3 separate regions of the Mus musculus genome follow, and all the other regions are linked to region 3. A link is a contact called in public promoter capture Hi-C data. All regions are on one chromosome and are shown on one strand. The core of a region is the stretch at or near the end of the contact, and the rest is flanking DNA. Distances in the headings are between cores, read along the strand shown. Region 1 holds the start of Zfp60 (zinc finger protein 60). Region 2 holds the start of Apoe (apolipoprotein E). Region 3 holds the start of Irgq (immunity-related GTPase family, Q).

Region 1 (4,671 bases), core at 69-2,568, 3.2 Mb after region 3:
GCGTTTAGATCATTTACAAAGCGTCTAATATGTTTAGTGGTCCTAATAGGATTATCATTAACCTTGACACTAGTTTTCTCTCATGTTCTGGAAAAATATGTGTAAATATAAATAATAAATAAATGTGGTTTTGAAAGCTCATGTTGAAAGACTCCGAGAGGAGCCCCTTGCTCAGGCCTCAGGACAATAGCGGACACCCAAGAACTCACAAGAGACCAAGCTTGATGCAAACCACATGAGGCTTTATTCGGGGAAAGCCAGAGCTCTGGGGACGACTCATATCCCACGCAGGGGTAGAGGAGTCGACCCCAAGGGGAAAGAGGTCCCAGTTTTTATAGGCCCTCAGGGGGGGAAGGAGAAGGGGGAAGTAGGGGATTTCCAGATCTAAACAATGTTTATTCTCAAGAAATGGGTATGGGAGGGGTCCAAGGGAAGAGTCTGGTGCAGGTGTAGGAACTCTAGATTGGCCGGGCTGTTGTTGCTGGGGAGATTTTCTGACTCTTTTTCAGCAACCAATATCACAAACACCTGGCAATGGGCTTCATCAGTGGGCACACACATGGGTTCAAGGAACGGTCAAAACATTGGCAGACACACGGGTTCAAGGAGTGGCCAGAGCATTGTGCACCTCTATTTTTCTAAATCAGTGAAGCTAGTTCTGCTAACAGTGACATCTATCTTGCCAATTTCAGGGCTTGTGTGACCTTTTACATTCTGTCAGGATCTTTCAATGTCATGTTACACTAAGTACGTTTTCCCTACATAAACAAGGCATACGTCGGTGGTTGTTTACATACGTCGGTGGTTGTTTAGATACTTCCACATGCTAGTCATTCACCTTTCAAAATGGGCGCAGTTCTGTTGATATTTATCCAACTAGTCCTCACTCACGTTTTCCTATCTAGATAACAGGGACACTGACTCTCTGAACATCTGGCTGTCTGAAATCGCTGATATAAACTACCACGTTTAAAACCAACCAATTCTTTAGTTCAGTGTCTTCCAATCTACCATAGTCCCTACTAGAGCACAGCAGGTGGAATCCCTCTTGGTGCAAAGTGTAACCACGCCAGTTATATCCGGATTTGATCACGCTTCCTATTCTGTCCGGGGGTGGGGTGGGGGGTCTGGGAGACAGAACACGACGTCTCCCACAAACCACTGGCATAGCTCTCAGATGGCCTGGCCTAAGTTGTGTGCAGTGATCTCTCTGAACTACAGACCGCTAGGCTTCATCGAGTTGAGCACTCGGCACTACATTTCCCAGGGGCTACCGCGGCGGAAGTAAAGCAACTTCCGGTGCCCTGGCGGCGCTATAGCGGACGGTCGGGTCTTTCTGGTCTGAGTAGGGAATTGCTTTGTGTCTTCGGTCTCTGCAGAGTAAGGCCGGGAGTCCGGGTGTGGGTGTGGACGGTGGGGTGGATGGATGTTGATGCGTGTGTGAGTGTTTAGGGACGGTGCTGTGTGTGCGCGCGCGCGTCTCTGCGTACGCACCTTGAGCTATTTGCATTATCACCGTGCTTGTCGCTTTCTCTCGCGGCCACCAGCAGAGGACCAAGCTTCACTGAGGAGAGGTGAGGGGCGGAGTCTGAAGGGAAGCTTTCCCTGTGGTTCAGATTGAGCTTTGTGACGAGCATTTGAGGCCGAAAGTGCCTCCGAGGGTGGCCTACTGGCCTTTTCTCAGAGCTCTAGCCGTGTGAGTGTCGAGGGAAGAGAGGGGAAATGCTCACTGGGGATGCTCTCAAATGTAATCTAGGCTTACTCAGATGTAATCTAGGCTTACTCAGGCTCCCTGCGCAGGCCATTATTCAAAAGGAGGGCTGGAGGAGCGTGAGATCGTTGTTGCTACCCACCGAAGGCTCAAGGGCGAGTTTGCGCTTTCTCTCTGTGCGAGAAATGAGGGTTTTATGTTTAGAATATGGAATTGTCAGTAAATGAAGAAGGAACGTGTAAATTGATACCGCCATCATTGTGTCCCTTACATTGTCCCTCCCCTTTCCAGTTAGTATTCACATTATCGTTTCAATGACCCTTGACATCTTCTGTCTACAATCACTCCCCCCACCTCACCGACCATGTTATAGATAGGAACCGACAGAGGTTAACAAAAGGGCTTTCAAACTCCGATGTGCTAAATCGATTTCTATTTGGATGGTGTCACACGTCAGATGGCCTTAGATCTTCTTACAGGTCTTCATTTCAAAGCAGCGGAAGAGTGGAGGTTTTTGTTTTCTAGTAGATTTTGAGATTGGGAAAGTGGTAGGCTCTCTCCCCCTCCCCTCCCCTCCCCTCCATCTGGGTTGGAGTCTTGGTTCTGTCCCCTCAGGCTCTCCAGGCCTGTCAGGAACCTTAGGATGCCTGTGGTGAAGCCTGTTAGTGCAGTGCCGCCATATCCTAAGGGCCTGGTGTGCTTTAGTTGTTGCTCTGTGAGGCCATCTTGGGTTCATTCCACTCAGTGTTCTGCAGGACAAGGGAGTGTGAGAAACAATGCGATTGCTGGTGGATGTTTAAGAAAGCCACTCAAACAGAAAAGCTAGGCTTTGTGGGGTACAACGAGGCAGAAAGAAGCAGGAAGGGCAATGTGAATTCTGTAGCAGCTTGATCCCCATAACACGTTTCAGGCCAGCTGGCCTACACAGTGAGAACCTATTTCAAAAACAAGGAAGGTGAATATACCATAGAGCAGAGTGTTTTTCCAAATGTTGCGACGAACTGTTTGTATTGTGTAAATCTGTACCGTATTTATGTCCTTTGGGATGACTTAATCTAACTCACATTTTTGGAGTGAGTACACTTAATGTCCACCCTCTCTGTCTTTTCAAAACCATCCATCGAAGTCCATGTTTCATGACACATCTCTGAGCTTCTGTCCGGTAGCTGGAATTCTGTAGCCCTTGATCATCATCCTCCCATCTCTCTCCCTTATGGATCTGCGTCTCCCACTCTTGACGCCTCCGCCACTCAAACCCCACCAACCAGCATCTTGCTGTTCCTAGGAGAAAACAGCTTCAGATTCTACATGACTGAGACCATGGGTATCTGTCATTGTTTAAAGATGAAGTATTTGTCTTCAAAGTTACGTATGTTGGGTTATGTGTCCATGACCACAGGTGCCCCCCCCCCCCGGAAACCAGAGCTATAGGCTTCCCTGCAGCTTGGGTTCCAGGCACTGTAGCTGTCAGGAGACTGAACTCTGTCCTCTGCAAAAGCCATAGCGGCTCTCAGCCCCTGAGCCATCCCCATCCCCCGTGCTTGCCTTCCTCTTTAGCGTATTGCATGTGTGCATCCATATTGTAGTAAATGATTCACTGTGCGTGAGCCCCATCCTCCATGTGCTTGGTCCATTCGTCTGCTGGTGAGGTCGCGTATCACTGCTATGGAAATGATGCTGGAAGAGCGGTGGGAGTGTAAATGTCTCTTGCAGATACTGATGTTATTTCCTTTGTGTGTATTCCCCTCAGCCGTGGGATCCATGGATCAGTGTGAGGTCTGTTTGTAATTGAAAATCTGCCACATTGTTTTCTGCAATGACTGTGAAGTTACATTTCCTCCATGATGTTCTTTTTCTTCTATATTCTCTACATTATGTTTTGTTTTCTGATAATGGTCAGTGTTTTTAAAAAGATTCATATTCATTATTCTCTCTCTCTCTCTCTCTCTCTCTCTTCCTGAGTGTTGTGCCTACATAACCTATGGCTCCTTGTGCATACCTGGTCGTGTAGGTGATCCGAAGAGTGTGTCAAATCCCTTGAAATTGGAGTTAGAACTGGTTGTGAACCACCATGTGGGTGCTGGGAACCCTAGCCTCTGCAAGAGCAACAAGCACTCTAAACAAACCTCTTTGCTAAGTCTCTGGGCTGCTGTAACTGACACTCTTAATGGGCTTGAGGTGGCCTCTCTTTGTGATTTTAATGACTCTCATTCTGATGCTAATTTTTCATATAACTATTAATAGGCCATATTGATGTTCTGTTTGGGTAAGTGTCTATTTCCAGCTTGCCTGTTCCTTAACGAGGAAGTTTCCCAGTCACTGAGTTGTCTGCATTCCTGATGAAGCTGCTGTGCAGGAGTTTAGCTGTCCCCTCCTAGTCCGATGCAGTTTGCAGTTATTCCCTCCCGGTCTCTAGATTATCCTGGTACCATGTTGATTGTTTCCTTGGTGGTGTAAAGGTTTTTAGTTTGATACAAATGGTCGTATTTGTCCATTTTGCTTCTGTTGCTTGTGTTTTTAGAGTAATGCCCAATATGTCCACTGTCCTGGAGGCTTCCCTGTATGTTTCTTCCTAGTGGTGTCAGTTCGTAAATTTTAATCTGTTTTGGGTTGACTTTTGCATGTGGAGTGACTGAAGGTCTAGTGTCATTCTCATGAACGTTAATATTGACTTTTTGCCAGCTCTTCTGATTATAGATGCTGCCTTGGAGCTCATGTAGACCAGGTTGGCTGAGGACTTTGAACAAGCTCCCTGTCTCTGCCTCCCCAGAGCTAGAATTATAGACCTCAGCCACCATATCCAGCAGGACTTCCTGTACTGTTAGCAATGGTCTTTGGGATCACAAACTTTATGAAGCATTGGCAGTTATAAGTGTCACAAGGTCACAGACTAACTATCAAAATGTGGGCAGGGAGATGGCTTGAGTTATCCTATTTCTTCTCAAATGATTTATGATTGA
Region 2 (4,419 bases), core at 1,267-3,766, 4.8 Mb before region 3:
TCGCGCAGAGGCTGGGCGGCCCCAGCGCCTAGGTTGGCAGTGCGCTGGCGACCTTGCTCCACCAGAGGCCCCAGGCGCTCACGGATGGCACTCACACCGCGCTCGGCGCCCTCGCGTGCCCCTGCCTTGTACACAGCTAGGCGCTTCTGCAGATCCTCGGCATCCCGCATCAAGCGCTTGCGCATCTTGCGCAGGTGTGTGGAGAGCCGCGCCCGTATCTCCTCTGTGCTCTGGCCCAGCATGGTGTGCACCTCGTTGCGGTACTGCCCGAGTCGGTTGCGTAGATCCTCCATGTCGGCTCCGAGTCGGGCCTGTGCCGCCTGCACCTCTTTGCCCAGCCTGGCCCGTGTCTCCTCCGCCACTGGACCCAGCTGTTCCTCCAGCTCCTTTTTGTAAGCCTTTACTTCCGTCATAGTGTCCTCCATCAGTGCCCTGCAGGCCCAGAGGAAACACAGGAAGGAGATGAAGGCAGGACAGAAGGGCCAGAAACCACAGAGCAAGAGGTGATGGTACTCGCTTGTGTTCCCAGAAGTTGAGAAGCTGCGGCATAAGAATTGCAGAGCCTTCGAAGCCAGCTTGAGTTACAGAATGGGATCCTGTCTCAAGAAGCCAAAAGCCAATCGACCAAGCAAGTAATAAATGTCTGTTCCTCCCAGCATCCAGAAGGCTAAAGAAGGCAGGAGGATTCAAGGCCAACCTGGGCTACACACTAATTGAGAAAGGAAACAAGAAGGGGCTGGGGACCCAGATAGGAGGCAACCCTGGATCAGCTGGTGCCTGCCGAGGGTGAAAGAGCTGGACACTCACGTCAGTTCTTGTGTGACTTGGGAGCTCTGCAGCTCTTCCTGGACCTGGTCAGACAGCGTCTGCACCCAGCGCAGGTAATCCCAGAAGCGGTTCAGGGCCTGCTCCCAGGGTTGGTTGCTTTGCCACTCGAGCTGATCTGTCACCTCCGGCTCTCCCTCGGCTAGGCATCCTGTGTAGAGTAAGTTTAAGGCTGGGTCAGGACCTACAGTCTTTTTGGGTCTCTTTGAAGTGGGTCTGGAGGCTGTGGAGTCTGTTTAGATACTACAAGCATGCACTGTCTTGTATCCTATGTAGTTCAGAGCCGAGACTAGGCAGGTGTGGAATTAGAAAATGTATACCCCACTTTTAAGAGCAACTAAGAAATCAACTTTTTATTGTGTGTGTGTGTGTGTGTGTGTGTGTGTGTGTGTGTACCCTTGGAGGTCAGAGTTCTAGAGGGAATTGGCTCTCTCCTTCCACTATGTTGGTCTCAGAGTTAAGTCTTCAAGCTTTATGATAAGCACCTTTACCCACTAAGCCATCAATCCTCTTATAGTTAGGGGAAATCAAGGCCTAAAGAGTATATAAAACAGCTGCTCAGGGCTATTGAATCTCAGAGAGGTCTCAGAACCGCCTCAGCCTCAACCCACCAGCAGAAGAGATCTAGGGCTAGAATAGAGTCCACAGAGGAGCAGAAAAAGCGGCACCACAGCAAGTCCTTGCTCCATACCTGTCAGCAATGTGACCAACAGCACGGCCCACAGAGCCTTCATCTTCGCAATTGTGATTGGCCAGTCTGCGGAGGGAAAAATTGTCTTTGAACACCAGGGGGCGGGGGTGGAGGGACTCCGGCCACCCAGAGAACCCCATCTTCCCTTCTCAGATCTGTGAGCCATCACAAACATCTCCAAAACAGAGCACCCGCTCTTCCCAAAGGTCTGTTTACCTCCCCTTGCCGAGTTCGCTATCTCGGCACCCCGGGGTGGATCCGCTGCCAAAAATTCCAGCTCCCTCTCCTAGGGTTCAAATTCCACTTCACAGAGGGCCAGCGGGTGGTCCAGCTTACATTCCTCTTTCTTCCCGGCTAAGTCCTGCTTTCCATTTTGTGTTAATTTAACACGATTTTTAATCGTCCTCCATCCCTGCGAAGTGGTACCCTCCCACAACTACAGAACTTAGGGAGCTCAGCCATGAGGAGCCACAGTTTGAAACCAGTCCGGGTTACTTGGGGACTGTGATGGAAATCAGTAGGTATTTATATAAAAGCAGCCTAAGGCTCATCCCGAGTTTTTTCGCCATAGGATGGTTCCTAGTTGAGCCGGTACGCCGTGCACCGACAGTCCCGTACTCCTTCCTGGAGGTAACCCCTCCACCTGCTCTGACTCTGGCAAAGGCTAGTTACCTCGAGTCCTTAGTTTGTCCCCCAAGACTTCTATCGTGCTGCCTGCTTTTCCAATTCTTGTGCCTGTTTCCTGGACTCCGGGGGATCTCAAGGTTCCCAGCCCACATCCTACCAAGGTCCCTGGGTGAATCCCCAGCCCAGCTTGTCTTACCAGCTCCTTCCGAAACAAGTCCTTAGCCTCCAGGGTCTGAGCAGGGGATCGGATCCCAGACCGGTCCAATTATAGGACTCCCCCTGTCCCGCCCCCTCCTCAGGGCTAGGGCGGGCTGTGCCAGCCCCCTGTCACGAGGCGGGTTGTTCTCTCCCCCTTCACAGCAGGGCAGAGGAAAGAGGTGGAGTTTGGATGCCTTGTGACCCCCCGCTCCCCTCCCCCGCCAACAAAGGGAGCGGACACCTCATTGAATAATCCAGGCCTTGGTACTGGGGCACTGAGAACCGCTCCTTCCCTTTCCCCGCGGGGTCTGGTGCATTGTAAAGAAAAGAGCTGGCAGCCTAAATGGAAATGGGTGGGTGGGGGCTAAGAGGCTCAGCTTCTGGGGTGAAGATCGTTGTTCTGGGATCCCTCGTTGTTGATTCCTCCACCACAGGTGAACTCTTTCCATTCCAAGGCTGGGACGTGCTCCAGTTCCTTCAGGAGCTGTTCAGTGGTGGCTCCCGATGGGTTTGAAGCCATACATTAAGCCAAGCCCTGGGAAACCAAGCGTTGATGCTCCTGATCTGTTTCTGGCGATTGCCAGATGTGTCACCTTGGGAGGGAAGAGCTACCCCTACAGAGCACATTTTAAAAAGTTGTTTTGAGATAAGATTCTCAGGCTGCCCTCTAACCCACAAAGGTCCTTCTGCCTCTGCTGTAGCATGCTGGGACTGCAGGTGTGCACCCCTGCATGTGCATTTTCCACTCTCAAGCCACTTCTCTTTTCTTTTTCCTCATAAAAGCAGAAGAGCAGGAGCTGGAGAGATGACTCAGAGGTTAGGAGCACTGACTGCATTTCACAGGACCTAGGTTCAAAATCGCAGCACCCACACAGCAGCTCACAACTGTAACACCAAGATCTGCTACCCTCACGAAGGCATACATGCAGGCAAAACACTAATGCACATAAAAAAAAAAAAAAAAAAAAAAAAAGACAAGCCATAAGTCATTCACTGGAACATGGGTCTATAGTGCTAGCCATATGCAAAGCTGAGGCAGGAAGATCCCGAGCTCAGGTAATAGAATGAAGTCCTGGCTAAAAAGTGGAAAAGCCAGCTGGGCGTGGTGGCACATGCCTTTAATCCCATAATCCCAGCACTTGGAGGCAGAGGCAGGTGAATTTCTGAGTTGGAGGCCAGCCTGGTCTACAAAGTGAGTTCCAGGACCGACAGGACTACACAGAGAAACCCTGTCTTGAAAAACAAAAAAAAACCCAACAACAACAAAACCCCCAAAAAGTGGGAAAGCCATTGTACCTGGGAAGTCAGGTAGGACAAGGGGCTCAGAGACCACAGCAAGCTTGCTAGAAGCACTGCCTGCACAAGGTTCCCTGTTCCCAGCTGTTGATGGCAGGAGAGAAGCCACATAGCAGTGTTTGGCACCAGACACGGCAAAACATGATTCTGCAGGATGGGCAGAGGCGGAACACCTGGCTCCAAGGGTACGTACAGGGTGCCTGGCCAGGCCCAGGCCTGTTAGCTTTGGCTTCAGAAAACACTGGCAAGGACTGGGTGTGGTGAGATGATTTTCATGGGTTGCTAAGGGCCAGCTCCCATCTCCAGCCCAGGCAGTAGAGAGGGTCTTAGTGCTGCGGTCTAGGACACTGACCAGTTCATCGTGAGTCTTTGCTTCCCTTGGGATGCCATGAGGTGCAGCAGTGAGATGCAGAGCCCAATCTGAGGCCCTTATCGCACACCCCAGAGCAGGCCTCACGGAAAAGCACTATAGGGAACCCAGCAGCACCTGCCTGACACGTGAGGCCCAGAGCTACATCTTCAACAAAATTTAAAAAACAAAACAACTTGACATTTCCTGTTTCAGCCTGGGAAGGTGCTAGGGCCCGTTCCTCCCAGAGTAACTTTCCTTATTGTGCTGAACTTCCAGGAACTCCGTTTCTTCCTGAAGTTTCTGAGACCTCTGACCTTCCCACTGGGAGAAAGTCAGCACAAGCTACCACCTCAGCCCGTTTTGGGACAGGGAGGCTCCTGAGCCCCGTCTCCCTGCCCCCACCCTGTTTACAGAGACAAAGTCCTCTGCC
Region 3 (4,514 bases), core at 211-2,710:
TAAATTAAATTTCATTCAAGTCAAGTTTTCCCCTTTCGACAGCTAATTCCATAACTACCCCATGGAAGTGAGCTGTGATGCCCGTTTTGGTTTGTTTATTAAGACAAGATTTGTCTGTGTAGCCCTGGATGTCCTGGAACTTTCTCTATAGAGCAGGCTGGCTTCAAACTCAGTGAACGGCCTGCCTCTACCTCCTAAATTCGGGGATTAAAGGTGTGCTACCACCATAGCCCGTGTTGCACACGTTTGCTACGGGAAACTGAAGCATAGTCATATTGAAAGTCTAGGGGGAAAGTGGGACAAGAACCCTGGGGACTCATTCCAGGTAATGATATTGCCAGTCACACCCCACAACCCAATCTTCGCCTGGCAGCCCTTTATTCCTCTAAATGTCGTCCTGCTTCTGTTTGTGTGCCCAAATCAAGGGAAATAATTTTGATCATGAGAGGAGGTCATTCCTGGCAGGTAGTCACTGCGGCCACCTGTAGCAGGGCGGGGCGTCGAGATATGGAGGTCCCTTTAGTGTCTGTCACTCCTGCACCCAACCCCTCTTTCTGGCAGTACTCAAAGAGGTCGTCTCCTGGGCTGTCTGGACTCCATTCCTTGGGAGACGCTTGCCCTCTACAGTGTCTTCAGGGCGATGTTCTGATATGAAAGAGAGAGGGGGGGGGCGTGGCTGCCACCAACCTTAGTGGGCCTCGCTCTATTTTTTGACACTCACTGAACTCTAATGACACTCTCACTAGAAAAGCTTCAGCAGTCTCACATGGGAGACTCCTCGGGTTTGTGACACCTCGGTCTTCAAGCCCCTGTGTCCTCATCTTCACGAAACCGAATTCCCTCGAAGGTGGAACTCTTGGTCTTTCTTACCAGCCCCATCCTAGTTTCTCACGTGTCAACCATAACCCCCGCACAAGCAGTGGTGCTCACACTTGAGCCCGCCTTCTCCCAGGAGACATCCTTCTCTGACATTGATTACTGTTTCACCGTAGTCACCGCCGCCCGCGTTCACTAGTTCATTTCTGGATCACGCTGCTCCCATGCACTGCCTTCTGCTCTTAGTTCTTGATGGTCACGGACGCCTCTTGCTTTCCTCCCCGAAGACTGTCCCTTAGCTGCGCCTGACAGTTGGTCGCCACAGCTCTGCCACCGGACGAGAGCGGGATAGTTTTTCCTAGTCTCCAGACTCCAGTGATCTGTTGCACCACCATTGTCCCCGAGTCAGGTTCAAGGTTGCAGTCCGGCACTAATATAGTCACGGCAGGCAAGTCTTCGCAAGGGCAAGTGGAGAGGTCCTTTTCTGTACAGGGGTGCGTGATGATGACGTTGGTTGTGTGCTCCGTACAACGCTAAGCTTACTGCGTGGGCTCATCGCTTCCTGTCCCCCTTTGCCGTACAAACCCTGCACGTACTGCGCAGGCGTATTGGTTGCTGGTCTTGGTGGGGCACCGCCCCAAAACTTTCTGCGCACGCGCATGGGTTTTATTGTGCCTTTGCCCAAACAGCCTTAGCTAGAAAGAAGGAGCTGCCAAAAATTCTTCCTCTCCGCAGTGGCACTCCAAGACACACCGGTCTTGGAAGGAATGACGTCAGTATAGAGCCACCTGAAGGAGTCCGGATGTTTCTAAATCCGGACACTCCTGCCCCTTCAGCCTCCGTCAGCTCGTCTTAAGGGGCTGGGCCTCTGTGCTCTCCAGGCGTGTCACCTCTCTGATCGGTTGGTGATTTGGAATGGGGAGGGGAAAGACCATTCTCGAGTTTGGCAGTCAGGTTTTTGAGGGTTTTTGTTTTCCTTCTTCTGTTTCTTCTTTTTTAAATAGAGAAATGCATTCGTGTGGAGAATGGGCATATACCTGGCTCTCCCAGGAATAGGCCCTGGGGGTTGAGTTTCTAGGTCCTGCAGCGTGACACTGGAGAATGGAAGTAGAGGACAGGCTGGAGGACTGAAGCCTGGATCTACAGTGAATCAGTTAGGAGAGGGTGTTGATTGGTGTGGGGGAGTGCGACGCCTTTAATCTCAGCACTCTGGGAGACAGAGGGGAGAGGATCGATCTCTTGAATGTCAGGCCAGCCTGGTCTACGTAATGAGTTCAGGCCAGCCAGGGCTACACAGCGAGACGCTGTCTTAGAAAAGAAGCAAACAAAAAGTCTTACGTGCTCCCTGACCAATTTCTTTCCCCGCCTCTTGCTTTCCAGCAATGCCTCTGCCTCAGGGTGACGTGACTGCCTTATTCCTGGGGCCTCCCGGCTCGGGAAAGTCCGCCCTGATCGCCGCGTTATGCGGTAAGAATGTGGACACGGTAGAGATTCCCGATGGACGGCAGGACTCTGGAGTCCCCAGCCTGAGAGCTGCGGCTCCGGGCCTCTTCCTGGGTGAGCTGAGTTGCCCACCCGCAGCTCCCGGGCCCTGGGCGGCGGAGGCCAACTTGCTGGTATTGGTGCTACCAGGATCTGAGGGGAGCGAGGAGCCCTTGACCCCAGCTCTGGGAGAGGCAGCGCGAGCCGCCCTGGCTAGAGGAACCCCGCTGCTGGCTGTCCGGAATCTGCGCCCTGGAGATTCCCAGAATGCAGCTAAAGCCCGGGATGAGACTGCAGCCTTGTTGAACAGTGCTGGGTTAGGAGCTGCGCCTCTCTTTGTGCCGCCGGCGGATTGCAGCAGCAGTGACCGCTGCGAGGAGCTAGAGCGCCTGCAGGTGGTGCTGCGGACCCAGGCGGAGGCGCTGCAGAGGTGAGGGGACAGTTCGGGCTGGATGGGGTGGCCTTAGATCCAACTCAGCTACGGAGGTCTTTAAAGTTCTCGAGCCCTGTTCCTAGAGTGTTAGACGCAAGCTTTTCTTGGCTGCCCATTCGTCCATACCCTACTTATTTGCGTAGGACAGCACCCACCACACCCATGAGCACAGAGTTTGAGATCATGGAGACTCTGCCATAAGCAGGGATCACTTTTCTGTCGTTTAAAGCCTGCACCGTCAAGGGTCAACTGGAAAGCCCACCACAAAGGTCCTGTTTCGTGCAAGCTCTCTGGCATCACAAGCCCAGATATATATATATATATGCAAATACTTGTGTCAGACAAGATGCTGGACTCCCATCTCTCGTAACATTTGAGATCCCTCTCCAGCACTCCCATCCTCCTCATTGGCTTGGTTCTCAAGTGACTCCCCTCCCATCCTTCCTTTCGTTAACACCAAACCTTTACAGAGCATTATTTCCGATTGCTCGCCCTGTTCTTCCATTTCCAGTTCCCTCTCAGTTCTACCCTGCCTACTGCCCGCCAATCCACCCAGCCCCTCCCCACCTGCCAGCTGTCTCATTTTATGGTTCTCAAAATGCGACTCAGGAAGGGTCTGCATAAGTTGGAGAGCTGCTTCTCATTTGTTTAGTTAACCTCGCTGGCCCACCAGTACTAGATGAGGTCTCTCTTATTTACATCCACCCTCAGGGACACCATAGGCCATACTGAAATTGCCATTATGTCCTCGCCTTCCTCTAAGCCCCACTCCATAGAAAACGTGTCCTGACCAGCACACCATTGGAAAAGCTCTGACCCCGATCTCTTGATCTGTATCAAGAGAAGTCCAAATAGGGTCCTCATCGTAGTTTCGGTTGGAAACCTGACCTTAGGTTAGTTTACCCGCGGGACCTCTAGGGGACTTAAGCTCTTCCCTGAACTCTCTTAACTTTATGGTCCCGCCTCACCTGGTTTTTTTTTTTTTCTTTCTATCTTTCTTTCTTTTTTTCCTTTTTCTTTTTTTTTCTTTCTTTCTTTTTTTTTTTTTTTTTTTTTGAGACGGGTGTTTCTCTGTATTTCCAGCTGTCCTGGAATTGGCTATGTAGATCAGGCTGGCCTTGAACTCAGAGATCTGCCTGCCTCTGCCACTTGTGCAGAGATTGCAGAGATTAAAGGCGTGCGCCACCACGCCCGGCCGTGCCTTCTTTCTATGTGCATTAGTTCCCTACTTAAATTCTTGAGATTCAGAAAGATTTTTTTTTTTCCCGTAATTGCTCGTTCAGCCCAGCTTTTCCTACTTTTAAAGCTCTGTTGCCTTTGACCGATCTCCCACCCTCTCTCCTGCAGGCTCCTGCCTCCTGCCCAGGATGGCTTCGAGGTGTTGGGCGCAGCCGAGCTGGAAGCTGTTCGTGAGGCCTTCGAGACCGGTGGCCTGGAGGCGGCGCTGTCGTGGGTGCGCGCTGGTCTGGAGCGCCTGGGCAGCGCACGACTGGACTTGGCGGTGGCCGGCACCACCAATGTAGGCCTTGTGCTAGATATGCTGCTGGGGTTGGATCCTGGAGACCCAGGTGCTGCGCCTGCCTCAGCACCCACTGGGCCCACCCCTTATCCTGCTCCAGAGCGCCCCAACGTAGTGCTCTGGACCGTTCCCCTGGGCCCCACGGCCACATCTCCTGCCGTCACCCCTCACCCAACCCACTACGATGCCCTGATCCTTGTCACCCCCGGGGCTCCCACAGAGGAGAACTGGGCCCAGGTCCGCTCATTGGTGTCCCCAGATGCT

The links. Promoter capture Hi-C pulls out the DNA fragments that hold promoters and counts their contacts.
Region 1: a promoter capture Hi-C map of pre-B cells shows a contact between it and region 3. The contact joins the promoter of Zfp60 here to the promoter of Irgq in region 3. A contact is called at or near these places in 2 of 39 promoter capture datasets (cranial neural crest and pre-B cells).
Region 2: a promoter capture Hi-C map of the HPC-7 cell line shows a contact between it and region 3. The contact joins the promoter of Apoe here to the promoter of Irgq in region 3. A contact is called at or near these places in 3 of 39 promoter capture datasets (the HPC-7 cell line, cranial neural crest and second pharyngeal arch cranial neural crest).

The regions. Positions count from the first base shown.
Region 1 is chr7:27,730,091-27,734,761 of GRCm38.p6, forward strand. Zfp60 (zinc finger protein 60) reads left to right here and starts at 1,319. Exons shown (of 5, transcript NM_029531.2): 1 at 1,319-1,380.
Region 2 is chr7:19,696,672-19,701,090 of GRCm38.p6, forward strand. It overlaps Apoe (apolipoprotein E), which reads right to left and starts at 2,517. Exons shown (of 4, transcript NM_009696.4): 1 at 2,340-2,517; 2 at 1,517-1,582; 3 at 808-976; 4 at 1-432. The coding sequence starts at 1,559.
Region 3 is chr7:24,529,188-24,533,701 of GRCm38.p6, forward strand. Irgq (immunity-related GTPase family, Q) reads left to right here and starts at 1,461. Exons shown (of 3, transcript NM_153134.3): 1 at 1,461-1,717; 2 at 2,197-2,728; 3 at 4,079-4,514. The coding sequence starts at 2,199.